3 separate regions of the Mus musculus genome follow, and all the other regions are linked to region 1. Evidence: chromatin contacts called from public HiChIP or PLAC-seq data. All regions are on one chromosome and are shown on one strand. The core of a region is the stretch at or near the end of the contact, and the rest is flanking DNA. Distances in the headings are between cores, read along the strand shown. Region 1 has its middle 100 kb from the start of D030024E09Rik. Region 2 has its middle 180 kb from the start of Gm24696. Region 3 has its middle 83 kb from the start of Gm24696.

What was found. HiChIP or PLAC-seq counts read pairs in DNA pulled down with a chosen protein or histone mark.
Region 2: a BATF HiChIP or PLAC-seq map of CD8 T cells shows a contact between it and region 1, with 8 read pairs. The contact joins two enhancer-like sites. A contact is called at or near these places in 1 of 15 datasets of contacts at CTCF or cohesin (CD8 T cells) and 2 of 115 datasets of contacts at active chromatin or transcription factors (CD8 T cells and memory CD8 T cells).
Region 3: a contact with region 1 is called in a BATF HiChIP or PLAC-seq map of CD8 T cells, with 10 read pairs. The contact joins two enhancer-like sites. A contact is called at or near these places in 1 of 484 Hi-C or Micro-C datasets (CD4 T cells) and 2 of 115 datasets of contacts at active chromatin or transcription factors (CD8 T cells and regulatory T cells).

What each region holds. Positions count from the first base shown.
Region 1 is chr15:61,668,289-61,672,852 of GRCm38.p6, reverse strand. No RefSeq gene overlaps it. Among named protein-coding and RNA genes, the nearest start is that of D030024E09Rik, 100 kb to the left of the region's middle. Within about 2 kb of position 2,387, at least 13 of the 459 cell types and tissues checked have an H3K27ac peak or open chromatin away from gene starts, as enhancers often do. A contact at or near this core is called in CD8 T cells, memory CD8 T cells and regulatory T cells, where this site is marked.
Region 2 is chr15:61,539,577-61,543,919 of GRCm38.p6, reverse strand. No RefSeq gene overlaps it. Among named protein-coding and RNA genes, the nearest start is that of Gm24696, 180 kb to the right of the region's middle. Within about 2 kb of position 2,884, at least 70 of the 459 cell types and tissues checked have an H3K27ac peak or open chromatin away from gene starts, as enhancers often do. A contact at or near this core is called in CD8 T cells and memory CD8 T cells, where this site is marked.
Region 3 is chr15:61,438,827-61,443,624 of GRCm38.p6, reverse strand. No RefSeq gene overlaps it. Among named protein-coding and RNA genes, the nearest start is that of Gm24696, 83 kb to the right of the region's middle. Within about 2 kb of position 1,639, at least 32 of the 459 cell types and tissues checked have an H3K27ac peak or open chromatin away from gene starts, as enhancers often do. A contact at or near this core is called in CD8 T cells and regulatory T cells, where this site is marked.

The DNA.
Region 1 (4,564 bases), core at 1,138-3,637:
GTTTGTTTAGCCCTGTACCCCATTTTTTAATAGGGTTATTTGTTTCTCTGGAGTCTAACTTCTACAAAATTCTGTATGGTAGGGACTAGGAAAAGAAACTGACTGGAGTGTTTTATCATGAAATAGTTTTCCCACATAACTTGTGAACATGGCCAAGGACTCAGTGGGAGGGGATTCAAGTATTCACCCTCCTCTACCTCATACACTCACAGAGCCCTCCCCTTTGTCTTCTTTTTCTTACTATTGCACATACTTTTTTCAGCTGTAATTGAAGGACTAGATTCCAGTATACTTGTTGAAATATTTTTTTCCCATTGAAACATATATATTTTTAAGCAATGTAATTTTTGTGTAAAAAATTTCATGGGAAAATCCAGACAAATATAAACAACAAAATATAAATGAGCCATACTCTCATTGTGGAGAAATAATTAGTGCTCGGGTTTCGATGGGTAGAATAGTCTCATGTCTTAGTCCCTTCTTTGATGCCATTATTATAATCCAGGGATCTCTGCAGTCTAGTCTTGACTGCTATTATGGTAAAGGCTCTCTACTTCATTGGAAACATATAATTATTAGGGAATATGAGAGCTTTAGACATAATCTTCAAAAATTGTTAAGTGTAATTCTATTCAAAACCAATTGTGATATTTTTCTTAACATTTCTTCTCATTATTAGGGTATTTAAAATATTACAAATATACATCACAAGATTGATTGATTGATTGATTGATTGATTGTATATGTGGCATATGTGCACATGTACACATTATGTTTGTGTGTGTATATGGACCATTGTAATTCAGAAGAGAACTAGGGATCTTCTGAAACTGTAATTATAGCTATTTGCAATCCTAGGTGGGAGCTGGAGAGCAAACCCCACTCTTCTGAAAGAACATCAAGTGCTCTTAAACATTTCGCCATCTCTCCACCCCTACACATGAATTTCTAAAATTTCTATTTATCCCAGACCAGTCATATCTCCATCATATCATATCTCACATATAACCTTTATTCCTCTCCTCTAATCTTTTTGTTACATTCTTTTTAATTCCCTCTCTTCTTTGCTCATGACATAGACTCACAGTAACAGAGAGGGATTGGAAACTATACTAAGCAAGAAAGAAACTCACTTAAATGTTCACTACCTTCACGTTTCAGCAATTCCTTACTAACTATTCTGATCACACCTTATAGAAATATAGTTGGCATGAATGACCTTTCCTTTGGAGGATAATAGAGAGGAAAGAAGAGCCTGCAGTACAAAGGACAGAAAAAGAGTTAGCAAAGACAAAGTTCTTGTTAGAAAATGTCAACAATAAAAGTAGGCTTGAAATCCTATCATCTACTTGAATGAATCTCATTTACTCTTATCAGAAGTATTTTCCTTAGTGCTTCAAGTAAGTAATAATATTTAAATATTATTCTTTTGTTGCACATCTAAATCCAAAGGAGTTTTATGTTAATGTTGGTATTATATGATAAGTGTGCTTGATAATATTTTGTATAATTTTAACAAATGTTACCTGAAAAATGACCATGGAAAGGTGTTGAACCATTTTGATAATTTCTCCCTCTTTCCATCATTTTGGTGTTGAACTAATGTTTTCTCTCATTTCTATGTTAAGATCAAGAAGAGAGCAAACATGAATTCCTCAGATTTTTTCCTTTTAAAGGAGATAATTCTGTACTTTCTGTTTGCAGTTGTAGTCTGGGAATATAGTTCAGTCGACTGCCTTAAGCTACAGACTAAATGAAAACAGGAAAGAAGAAACCAGCCTTGTAAAAGAATATGTTTTCACAAGTTGGCAGTCTACTCTAAGCCTAGAAATTTCTCCATAATTACAAGAAAACACATGGATTTCTGAAGAGCTTGGTCTTTTTTTGAGTGTTGGACACATAAATGTAATTATGTTGCCTTAAAAGTTTTGTAACTTTGACAACTTCTTGAATATTCTTCACATGGGAGGGGAGTGCATTAAACTGGGTGGTGGATTTATACAGGAGGAAAAAAGAGGGGGAGGAAACCAGAAGGAAGAGGATGTGGGTTTTTGTCGCCTTAAAATTCAGCTGAAATCTGCAGGAAACTCAAGCAAAGAAATTACGAAGTCTTAAGGTGATCTTCGAAAGGAACAAACAACCCTGGGGTCACTTCAAAATTCAATCTTCTCTGATAGATGGGATGAGTCAAGTGAACAAATCCTGGTGTCTTTCGTAAGCTTTACAAAGCATCATGTTTAATCTTTGCATTCTTCGATCTCTCCTTTGCAATTACTTTCAAATATAATTTGTTGCTTATTTGTATAACACGTGGTTATTGACAGGGTCTTACGTGTCATGCTCTAATTTTGGTTCTGAACATCATAGGTATGAACTTGTCAGGGAAAGTTTCTTATGCAGCCTCTGCATATATGATGGGAGAAAGTTCCCCATTGATTGAAAAAGGATTAAGCTAATATAGCAGAGTGATGGGTTAGGAATGGTGTTGGGCAGGGGAGGGTCTCTGAGAAAGGGAGGGATTCAGAAACTGTGAGACTGGAGGATGGAACCAGTTCTTCCAGATTTGAATGCAGAGAGCTCCTGGCTAAGGGACCAAGAAGAGAAAAATGTTTGGAGGTAGTGTCTTGGTAGTCTATTATTGGATAGCACATTATTTTAAGGCATTTATTGTGTTGCAGTTTCTTGGTGTCAGAAATGCCAGCATGACTTAGCTGGAAGCTCTGGATCAGGGTTTCTTTGAAGCTGAAATGAAGACATTGGCTGGGCTCTTGCCACTTAGTGGCTGAAATGGCTTTGGGATGGAAAGATGGTATGGCTTTGAGCTTGTTCATACTCTTGGCGGCAAAATTTACCTTCTTTAGGTTAAACTGGGGGATAGGCATATATGTCCTTACCAGTATAGTTTTTGCTCTGAGCAAGTGGCAGCTTGTAGCATGGATGTTTCCTTCATCAGAGCAAGAAAGAAAGCAAAAGGAGTAAGTCACCACAATGGGGGCTACTGTCTTTTATATCCTGACTTTGTGTGTGATATTCCATCACCTGTGCATGGCATGCTCTGTTCGTGAGAAGCAAGTCACTAGGTTCTGAGTTGAGGATTCCTGAAAGGTGTTAGCTTGAAGGAGAAGAGTTTCTAGAGTTTAAATTCCTAGGAGCTTCAAAAGGCTAGCGGTTGCTATGCATACAAAGGCACAGAGGCAGCACTAGAGAGGCTTGAACCTGCTGAGTGTTACAGTAGGGGTATGGGGTGTGGTATATGGGGAACCTGCTGAGTGTTAGCATAGGGGTATGGAAGAAACCTCAACACAATACATGTCTTATGTAATATGTTATGCAACACTAGGCTACCAAGATATCACCTCTAAACAGTTTCTCCTCTGGGTCCCTCAGCCAGGAGCTTTCCTTTCATTCAGATCTTGAAGACTTGGCTTTATCCTTCAGTCTCTGAGTTTCTTAATCCCTCCCTCTTTCAGATACCCTCATGTGTCATCAAAAAGAAGACTCGAGGAAGACGATGGGGATTGGGCAGGTCAAGGAAAGTTCTACAGAAACTTGCTGATGGGAGTTTGCAAAGAAGTTTTGCAGTGGTTAAAATTCTAATCAGACCATCCAATTTAGGTTGCCACAGTCATGTGAGTAGTAGGAGGGATAGACTGACAGTTGGGAACAAGTTAGGATCCATTTTCACTGTTCATTTGAAGATGGGGTATCTTATACACAGAAGGAAATCTAGCTATAGGAAAGAGGAGGACAGAATGAATTGTACTTTGGAACAAAATAAATAGGAGTTGTTATTGGCTTAGATGGAGGTGATGAGAAAAGAGCAAACAAGAGTGTCTTAGAATTTGTGAACTTAGTTTTCTTGTGTTTGCTCTTATTGAAGAGCTTGAAGTATGAGAGCTGGGAGAGCCCCTAAGCATTCTATAACCAACATCTCATCCTGTAGGTAAAGATGCTGAGTAGAAGCCATGGCACCTTTCTAGTCATCAGCCTCCTCTACTGGAACATGGGAGGCTGGGCTAGACTGCACATTAAAAGGAATGGGGAAATTATGTGATTCTATTCTATTAAAAATACAGAGAAAAAGACATGCCTTGAATGAAGCCATTCATTGGACTGAACTGCCTTGTATCCTGGTCCATATTTTGAGTGAAGCAAGGTAGAAAAAAGGTCAGATGTTGGTAAATGGTGAAAAGCTGGAAGCAATCCCACTAAAATCAGGGACTAGATAAGGCTGCCCACTTTCTCCCTACCTATTCAACATTGTACTTGAAGTCCTAGCCAGAGCAATTCGAAAACAAAAGGAGATGAGGGGATACAAATTGGAAAGGAAGAAGTCAAAATATCACTTTTTGCAGATGGTATGATAGTATATATAAGTGACCCCAAAAATTCCACCAGAGAACTCCTAAGCCTGATAAACAGCTTCAATGAAATAGCTAGATAAAAAATTAACTCAAACAAGTCAATGATCTTTCTCTATCCAAAGAATAAAAAGGCTGAGAAAGAAATTAGGGAAACAACACCCTTCTCAATAGTCACAAATAATATAAAATACCTTGGCATG
Region 2 (4,343 bases), core at 1,635-4,134, 130 kb after region 1:
GATGGATGGATGGATGGATGGATGGATAGATGGATGGATGGAGGGATGGATGGATGAAGGGATGGATGGAGGGATAGATGGAGGGATATATAAATTGATTAGGTGTACTACTAATATTATTCTGACATACACAGGCATCTTGTCCTTGTTTTGCAGGCAATAAGCATGAGGTTAGACACTCAAGGGACCCAGAAAAATTGGTGAATGATTCTTCTTAACCCAAGATACCAATTTCAAAATATCAGAAAGTTTGTTTTCCATTTGACTAACTATTCTAAAAATGAATAACACTACAAGGACTTTAATATAGCTTAGTGCTAGAAAGAATACTTGACCAGCTTGAGCAAGGCTCTGGATGCTATCCTTAGTGGAAGAAAGGAGAAGGAAGGAGGGAGGAAGGGAGGGAAAGAGGGAGGGAGGGAAGGAGGGAGAGAATAACACCACGTTTAGTATGCATTCATTCAATGGAATGTGTAGTTTTTCCTGAACATCCAGTCTATGGTTTAGAATGGCAGTTGGCAAATTATATAACCTGTGGGCAAAATCTAGCCCACAGTTACCTGTTTTATCAAATGAAGTTCTCCATTCCAGGAGAGTGTGAGGTATGAGTCTTTAGTAGTTTTATAATGGAACTGTTGTTTGCCTCATTTGGAACTGTGGTCTCCAAACTCTTACTTGTCTACATACCCCAACTGTCTCACTCACTTTCCAGCATTTCTCACTTTTTCCACTTGTGCATCATGGCTTGAAATGTCTGCCCAGCTTCCCACCCTTTGCACAACTATGCTGTCGACCTTTCTTTTCTTCACTACCGACCGGTGGCCTCTATGACCTGGAAAATTCTTTCTCTGGAGGTGATTATGCTCTGACTCCTTTAACCTGACTCAGGTATGGCTGGCACCCAGGGGTCATTTTGTGTCCATATTTTCTCCTCTTTGTTGTTCTCCGTACTGCCATTAAAGACCTAGAACAAGGGCCGTCTCCTATGAGGGCACTCCTTAAGCCTTCCTTGAGGTTGAGTCCACTTGTCCTTGGGCTTCCTTCTCCTTCCCAAGTCTCATCTGAAATGTCATTTTTCTTTGAAAATCAAGTTGAGAAACTGTCACCCAAACTCATAAGTCCTAACTTACTTGTCTTCACCGTATTTGTCTCCAGTGTTTACTGCATGGCATTTAGCTTACTTGCCATATGGTTATTTCTTAGTAAGACAGAGGATCTCACAAAATCCGGAAACACCTCAGATGTCTCTAGGATGTGCCTTATAATTTACAGTCCACACAATGAGGCCAGTGTCTGGTAAAGGAAGAAAGGTGATGTTGCTCTTCTATTTTCAAATAGTCAGGTTGATGGTAGAATAAATCAGTTACAAAAAGCATTATGGCAGAAACCACCTTTCCGTCCACAATTTCTGCTTACGTTTGTTTATTTATTTGTTTGTTTGTTTGTTTTTTTCTCCTGAGAATAGCACTTTGTCTTGTCCAAGAACAGTTGCAGTTGCTGGGAGAAAGATTTTGTATGAGTGTGAGTGAGTGTGTGTGTGTGTGTGTGTGTGTGTGTGTGTGTGTGTGTGTAACTGAGACTTGTTTGCCTAATACAGAGAAAGTCATTTGGCCCCACTTGCCTGAAACAGCAAAAGGAGGCCATGATATTTGCTGAGAAGCCACACATTCCCAACCCTATTTCGATCCAGAAACTTGCCTTTTTCCAACTGACAACATGAAGTTTTAAGACTGGTGTCGGTCGTGTGACTTCAGATAATGGCTCTATATTTAGGAGTTTTGTTCCAAATATAATCGTATTCCGATGGCCAGTGAGAGTTTATTTATTTATGAAAATGAGGACCCAGCACCTTTTGAAATCAATCCCTTTATGCAGTAGCCTGTATGTGCCCATACACATCACCCTGAAAAATAACCCCAGAGAGGCTGTTTCACCAGGAAAAGTCATAGGCTGAGATGGTTAATTTCAAAGCAGCATTTATTTTCTGCTAGTTTAGAACATGTGTCCCTCAGGAGTAGCTTTCTGCCTGCAGCAGAAATGCTGATGTGCGGATTGTGTAATGTCAGCCCTCCTGTGTACCCCACTCTGTGTGTCATTCCTCACAGCAGGAGGCAACCAGCCCTCCCCTCACCATTCGCTGCCTTGCTCGATTCTGAGAACCGAAAATTATTTCTGCCAAGAGTGGAATGAAATATACATAGGACATATTCCCAAGTAGATAAGTTTATTTCTGAGGTACAGCATGGGAGAAAAACAGTGATGAGATTTTCTTCCTTCCTTCCTTCCTCCCTTCCTTCCTCCCTTCCTCCCTTTCTTTCTTTCTTTCTTTCTTTCTTTCTTTCTTTCTTTCTTTCTTTCTTTCTTTCTTTCTTTCTTTCTTCCTTCCTTCCTTCCTTCCTTCCTTCCTTTCTTTCTTTCTTTCTCTCTCTCTCTCTCTCTCTCTCTTTCTCTCTCTCTCTTTCTTTCTTTCTTTCTTTCTTTCTTTCAAGAAAGGAAGAAAGGCCTTTTTCCCCATCCCCCACTCTGAACGCCTTCCTGTCTATGTTTATGTTTGCTGGAGGCCTCTTTTAGCCAACCTTACTTCCTGGGCTGCTTTGAGAGACAGGAGAGAAGGGAGCTTAGCAAATGTTTCCGTGTTTGCTTTTTAAGCAAACTCAGGTAAAAGGGGGGCCCCATTCACACCAGTCCAACACAGCTTGTGGTGGCTGCATGGAGAAGAAATGAAACCCCAGAATGTCGCAGTCCTCACGACCTGCTATCTGCCCTTCTGATCAGAATGTGACTCCTGATTGATTTTGAGGAAAATTCTTAAAGGCTTGAGCTATTTGCAGCCTTCCTTTTCTCACAGAGTTTGCTCAAGGGTATCTGGTCACATGACTTCTGATTCACGCTCTGCTCCTACTTCCTCTTTCTCAGGTGCCGAACCTCAGAGGGCTCATGACTGTCATATCCCTAAACAGGGATATTCCAACAGGCCAACACCTGTTAGTGAAGTCCTTCCCACCCGTTAGGCCAGAGAGGAGCAGAAAGCACAGAGCAAAGCTTGTCCTTGCCTTTCATCCTGCTCCAGATACGTGCATGCCCACTCCAACCAACATAGGGCAAGTCACAAGACACGTGGCCAAGAGCTTTCAGTATGGGCTTGCGACTTTACCTCCCTAGGGTTCAGGTTTTGTCTACTTATTAAATGGACTAAATACCTCGCTCTTGTTATTTTCTATTTTACAGGGCTGACACGTGAACTAAGTTACATAATGGTTGTGGATGGAGAATGCCTTGTATAAAACGTGCCCCACCCCTGCTAGAATCAGGTCTGAGAACAGTAGAATGGCAGGTTTTCACCCTAACACTTGCTTTGTATTAGGATCGCATAAAGCAGAGTGGAAACACACACACACACACACACACACACACACACACACACACACACACACACACAATATCCTGGTCTCATCTGCAGAGCTGTTTGGTTAGGTTTTAATATTTCTTAGTTGATTATTATAATTTTTGTATAGTCAAGTTTAGAAATTGGTGGTGAATAGGTTAGGAAGCCAGAGGACCAGGGGTCTCTTCTGGTGATCATCTGCTCTCTTCCTGCCTCCTGTATCTACTCAGTCTTGGTGTTGTGTAATTGTCTGCCTTCCCTGAAGGATCAGGAGTCTGAAAGTAGTGCTTGTTTTTCGTTTTGTTTTGTTTTGTTTTTTTGTTTTTTTGTTTTTTTTGAGACAGGGTTTCTCTGTATAGCCCTGGCTGTCCTGGAACTCACTTTGTAGCCCAGGCTGGCCTTGAACTCAGAAATCTGCCTGCCTCTGCCTCCCGAGTGCTGGGATTAAAGGCGTGGGCCACCACCATCCAGCCAGTGCTTGTTCTTTTACCATAGAATACTCCACAGCACCTAACAGCTCTGGTATCTTGGGACAGTAGAGTTTATCTCAGGATGTTGTCCAAATGGACGGTGTTGGGTCTTTGACAAGGACTTATTTTGAGTCTACTACTAATTTATTGGCATGTCTAAGACCCTAATTTTGTCTTACTCATTCCAAAGATCTTTTGTTGAGAGATTTGAAAGCTTTAGGGATTCAAGTATTTGCATAGCATTGTGCTTAGATTCTGGATCCAGTTCAGTGGGGGACCAGATTTGTATAACCAGAACACACTAGTTTAGTTAATGCTTCTTACATTTTAACAAACTCACCGAGTTACCTAAGGATCTTCTTAAAGGGTACATGCCATTTCTGTAGCCTGAGATGAGGAATTTTTAATAAGACCCTTTGTCACATCAATTTGGCCAGTTAGCGGCTATCACTTGTGGTGTGTCAAAAATCACTTCTCCCAGGTGAGTT
Region 3 (4,798 bases), core at 390-2,889, 230 kb after region 1:
GGGAAGTGGGTTACCCTCTCAGTTGGCAGAAGGAGGAAGCAGTGAAGATTTTGAAAGGCATGCTGTGAAGTCCTGGGGTATCTTTCAGCAGGGGTTAACACTAGTAGACTTGTGATAACATAGTTTCAGTCAGAGCCAAGTCTGTGGCAGTGGCAGGGGAAAAGAGAAGGAGATGGCATTTAAAATGGGCATTAAGAGTCCTATTTACCTCTCAGATCCATAAGATACACAGGATTAGTTCCATTTTACAGATGAGATGGAGGTTTATAGAGGACATCAACTTTTCTAGGTCTTATACTTAATCAGGAACATAGCCGCAAGTTGTGCCTAATCTGTCTGATCCTATATCTTGGAAGAATAAAAATAACACACTTGGCTGAAGTAATAAATTAGCTAAATGCAGTATTGCAACTGAAAGATACTAAGTAAACTTAATCCATACTAACTTATTACTAGACTTCTTTGGCTAGTAAGTTGTTGGAAATCTGAATTTGACTGTCTACACCACAGACCCTATTGGTCCCTATTCCCCACAAAGCTCCTGGCTTCTTTACATATTCCCGTAAACTGCCTGTCTCTGACCAGGTAACTTAACAAAGAGCCACAGGATGGGAAGTCTTAAGTAAGCAAAGCTCATTAAAACTTATGTTTACCCAATAAAATGTTATCAGTCAAAGGTTTGAAATAAAAGTGAGGGGAAAAAAAAAAGCAGAAAGAAGGTTAAGCTGAAAGTGACATTTAGGAGCTTCTGTAAGCAGAGAAACAGGAAGTCAGAGGACTCACATTCCATCCAGATGAGAGGAGCACAGGAAGTGGGAACAGACAGTGGGAAAGATAATGGGTTCCACTCCTGCCTTCTGCTTGGAGCTGGGCCTGAGCTGAGAATGGTGAGGAGGGCCATCTGGCCTGAGTAAGTGAAGGATAAGAGGGCTGAGAGCCTTGAGCATCCTGTGTTTAGCTTCCCATCACCTAAAACATCCTGGTCCTTATCAAGTTAGACCTGTAGATCAAAGTAGAGGCAATTCAGTGTCCTTGTTTGGATGGAGAAAGGAAAATTTTTCCACATGGGAATCAGGAATAAACTGTTAAAGAACAGATATGCTATAAATGAAGGTAAAAAAAGACATAATGTGGTATTGGATATCTGATATTATACATATAGAAAATAGTTTTAAGTCTTTCTATTGAAGAATGGCAAATAGTGGCCCACAGGCCAACTCTACCTTTGTCATCTGCTTGTAAATGCAGTAGAGTCACTCTCAGTCTCATGCACCAGTTACAGAGCATTTCATGCTAGAATAACAGGACTGAAATCTATCATGGAAGACAACAGGTCTCAGAGACTAAGACATCTGTCATCTAGCTTACTAGAGAAAAAGAAAATCTGCTGACTTGGCTGTAATGGCAAAATACTTATGATAACTTTGTAATTGCAGAATCATAATTTTAAAATGTGATCTTTATTGCCTATTTTCTTTGTTGCTATGTTTTAGTTTTGTGTTGGGTCAAAAAGGAGTATTTAAAAATATCTGGCTACAGATGAAAATGGGTGCAGCATTTTCGTTTCACTCTGTTCTGGGTACAGGTATGCAAAGTGAGTCATTTTGCTTTCATTTCTCTGAATTAGGAAGTTCTAAAGTCCCAGGGGTAATGATCTGCTACAGCTTTGAAGCAGGCCCTTCGAAGGTGGGTGTGTAGCTGGGGAATCCCTGTGTTTTCCGCAGCTTCTGGAGGCTTGACCAAAGTACACATGACATGTCCCTTACACACAAGTGGAGGGGCAATGTGAAGCAATGGAAAAAAAAGATTCATTTCCATGGGCAGTGATCTGAAGTTCACTACTAGAGATACCTTTTGAACGCTGAAAGGATGCATAACCTCTCTGAACCATAGTTTCCTAGTCTTCTAAACATGAATTAAAAACCATCACCTATTGTTAGTCAGAGCTATCTCAGACATCCTCCTGACATTCGTTCCAGCTCCCTGCTCAGTAATCTGATAGTTTATGCACCTTGCTCAGTTCCTCACTGCCTGAAAGACCATGGTTCTCATAAAATCAACCCTGCAGTTCACTGTTACCTGGGCTTTTTCCAAACTCACTTCTAGATATTACAAGCCACGGAGAAGAGGGCTCTTCTCTCCTTCATGGGCTTCTTAGCCCACTTGATAGCTTATGAGAACTCTATCTCCAACGGAGATGCTACCTCTGCCTCTTCTATCCCTGAAACTCTTATTCCCTGATTTTAATGTTTTGCAGTACATGCCCTGTAACATGCACCATTTCAGGGGTTGTTCGAAGACATTTGGTCTCTATGGGAAAGAAACACAAATCGGTTTGCTATGCTTCAGCTACCAAGAAAATGTCCTAAAATAGCTAAAAACAAAAGTCAGTTCACCAGAAGAAAAATTCAAATAGATATTTTTCCCTCTAGTTCATTTTTTCTAGTTTCTGTTTTCAGTGGGGTTTTCATGGTGGGAAACATTGAACCCCAAGAGGTGATCATTTTGAGACAACAAAAGTAGGGACACCTACAGATCTTTTCATGTAATAATTTTCCAGCTAGGTACAGGCAGCCTCCTTTTTATGATTAACATTGTTTTTCCATGTCATGGGACAAATCATTTCTCTGGAAGAACATAATGTGGCAGGTAAGAAAGTGGAATCTCTATAACCTTCATAGAGAAAATGAAAAAGAAAGGAATCTCAAATTGACTCAAATCTCAAATGACTGCATTTTCTTCTTCAAACATGTTTTGATAGGCAACTTTGGTATTCATTACCTGACTGCCTGAAACTTGCTTCTTAAGATCCCATGATACCTGGAACCCAAAGACTTTTCCTTAGGAGAGTCTAAGTAGCTGACCCTTGTCATATCAGCACTTGAGAGGCTGAGGCCAGATAATCACCCAGAATTCAAAGCCATCTTGGGATACATAGAGAGTCCCAGAGGTCAATCTAGTTTTAAAACTCACAAAAATAAAACAAAGCAAAACAAAACAAGATTTTATCTCCATCTCCACTCCACAGGTTATGACAAGCGGGTGAAGATGACTGCATTTCCTGCAAAGTATCAGGAGCCTAGCAAAGGTTATCTGTATGTTCCTGTCCTTGCTTCCTTACATACCCACTTCCCCAAGTCCCCTGGGATCACAGGAGTTCTGGCCAAATCTGATGCTGTGGCTGAAAACACATCAGACTGACTGTAGTTGTGAAGCTGAACCCTAGCCTTACAGGGAAACTCTCTGAGTCACTCTGGGGGCACTGATCTGGTGGAAGCTTGTTACAGCGTTTGGAGTTTTACTCTAAAGTTAGTAGCTAGTTTGAAATTAAAAAAAAATATGTGAAGACTGTGGCCTTCTTTAGTATTAAAAAGAATCAAACAAGTCGAACAAGGTCTCATGCCTGTTATCTTAGTATTTCAGAGATGGGGGCAGCAAGATAGAGGTTTATAGTTACCCTCAGATATGTAGAGTCTGAGGCTTACAATTCTGAGAACCTCTTTGAAAACAACTGTACTAAGCAAACAATTCCAAATTCATCACATGTTTAGCAATTGAGGTCTCATGGCTACCAAATCTGGGGTAAGAAGATAAGACTACCTTGCCTCACTGGTAGCCTGTTTTTCTCTAACTATGTAGGGCTGAGCACAACAGTGTCAACAAGGTCATAGGAGGGCCATCCCCTGTTGGTTACTAAAGGTACTACTGTTTGCCATATGTCATAAAAGTGGAGATGGGTGGGGCTGAGATGCAGAAAGGGTGGAGGGGTAGTTGTTCTCTACAATTGTTCTCTCTCTGTCTTGCTTCTAGCCTCCATCTCCCACCCACTCCATCCGGTGGCTTTTCTTCTCCCTTCCTTGGAATCTGTATGGCACGCACATGAAAGAAATCTCTCCTGATCTATTTCCCTTTTATCACCAAATAGTTTATATTACCATTTAAAATATTTACTTTGAAGTTTCCTCCTTTTTATATGTTTGTTCACTAAACAATATTTTGGGCAGCAAGCATGCTGTGTCACATAAAGGAAGACCCACAGTTAAGGCATCTTTCCTATTTCCACACAATTCAGAACTTTTACATGCCCTATCAGTTCATGGCTATTGGATGCTTATAGTGGCTGTTTTAGGAGAGCAGTTACTATACACATTTGACAGGGGAGGCAATCGACTTCATGAAGAGAAATGGACAAGGGCTAGGGTTCAAGGTTACTACTTTCTGTTGAACCAAGCATTGGTGCACACTAAAGGAAAGGACATTAAGAGAGAGAGAGAGAGAGAGAGAGAGAGAGAGAGAGAGAGAGAGAGAGAGAGAGAGAGAGTAACATGGTCAGAGAGCAAAACATGGTAGAAATCCATTAGCTTCCTTGAAAGAGCAGTTACCATCTCAAACTTTGATAGGGAGAGAAAGGATCAGAGGAGAAGAAAAGCAGATGGATTCATGCCCTTGACTCTACCCCCGCCCTCATTCTCTTTTTAATGCTTGGTCATTTTTTGGCCACCTTTCAAACTCTAGGAAACACTCTGGAATTTTAGAGCTAGGAGGGGTTTCCTTTGCAGGTTGGGCTATTGTAACTTTACGAGAAATTGTTCAAAACTTCCTCTTACCAGTTATAAACCCGTCTTTTGAATGAATTCTTTATTCATGAAGTGGTTAACCCTTCACCTCTCTGACTCATCCTTTGATGCTTCTTAGCTTTTAGAGTAAGGTAAAGCCGAGACACCCTCATATATAAACACATAAACATATCTGCATCCTTACATGCTAAACATTCAGAAGCTCATACATGCATAAAATC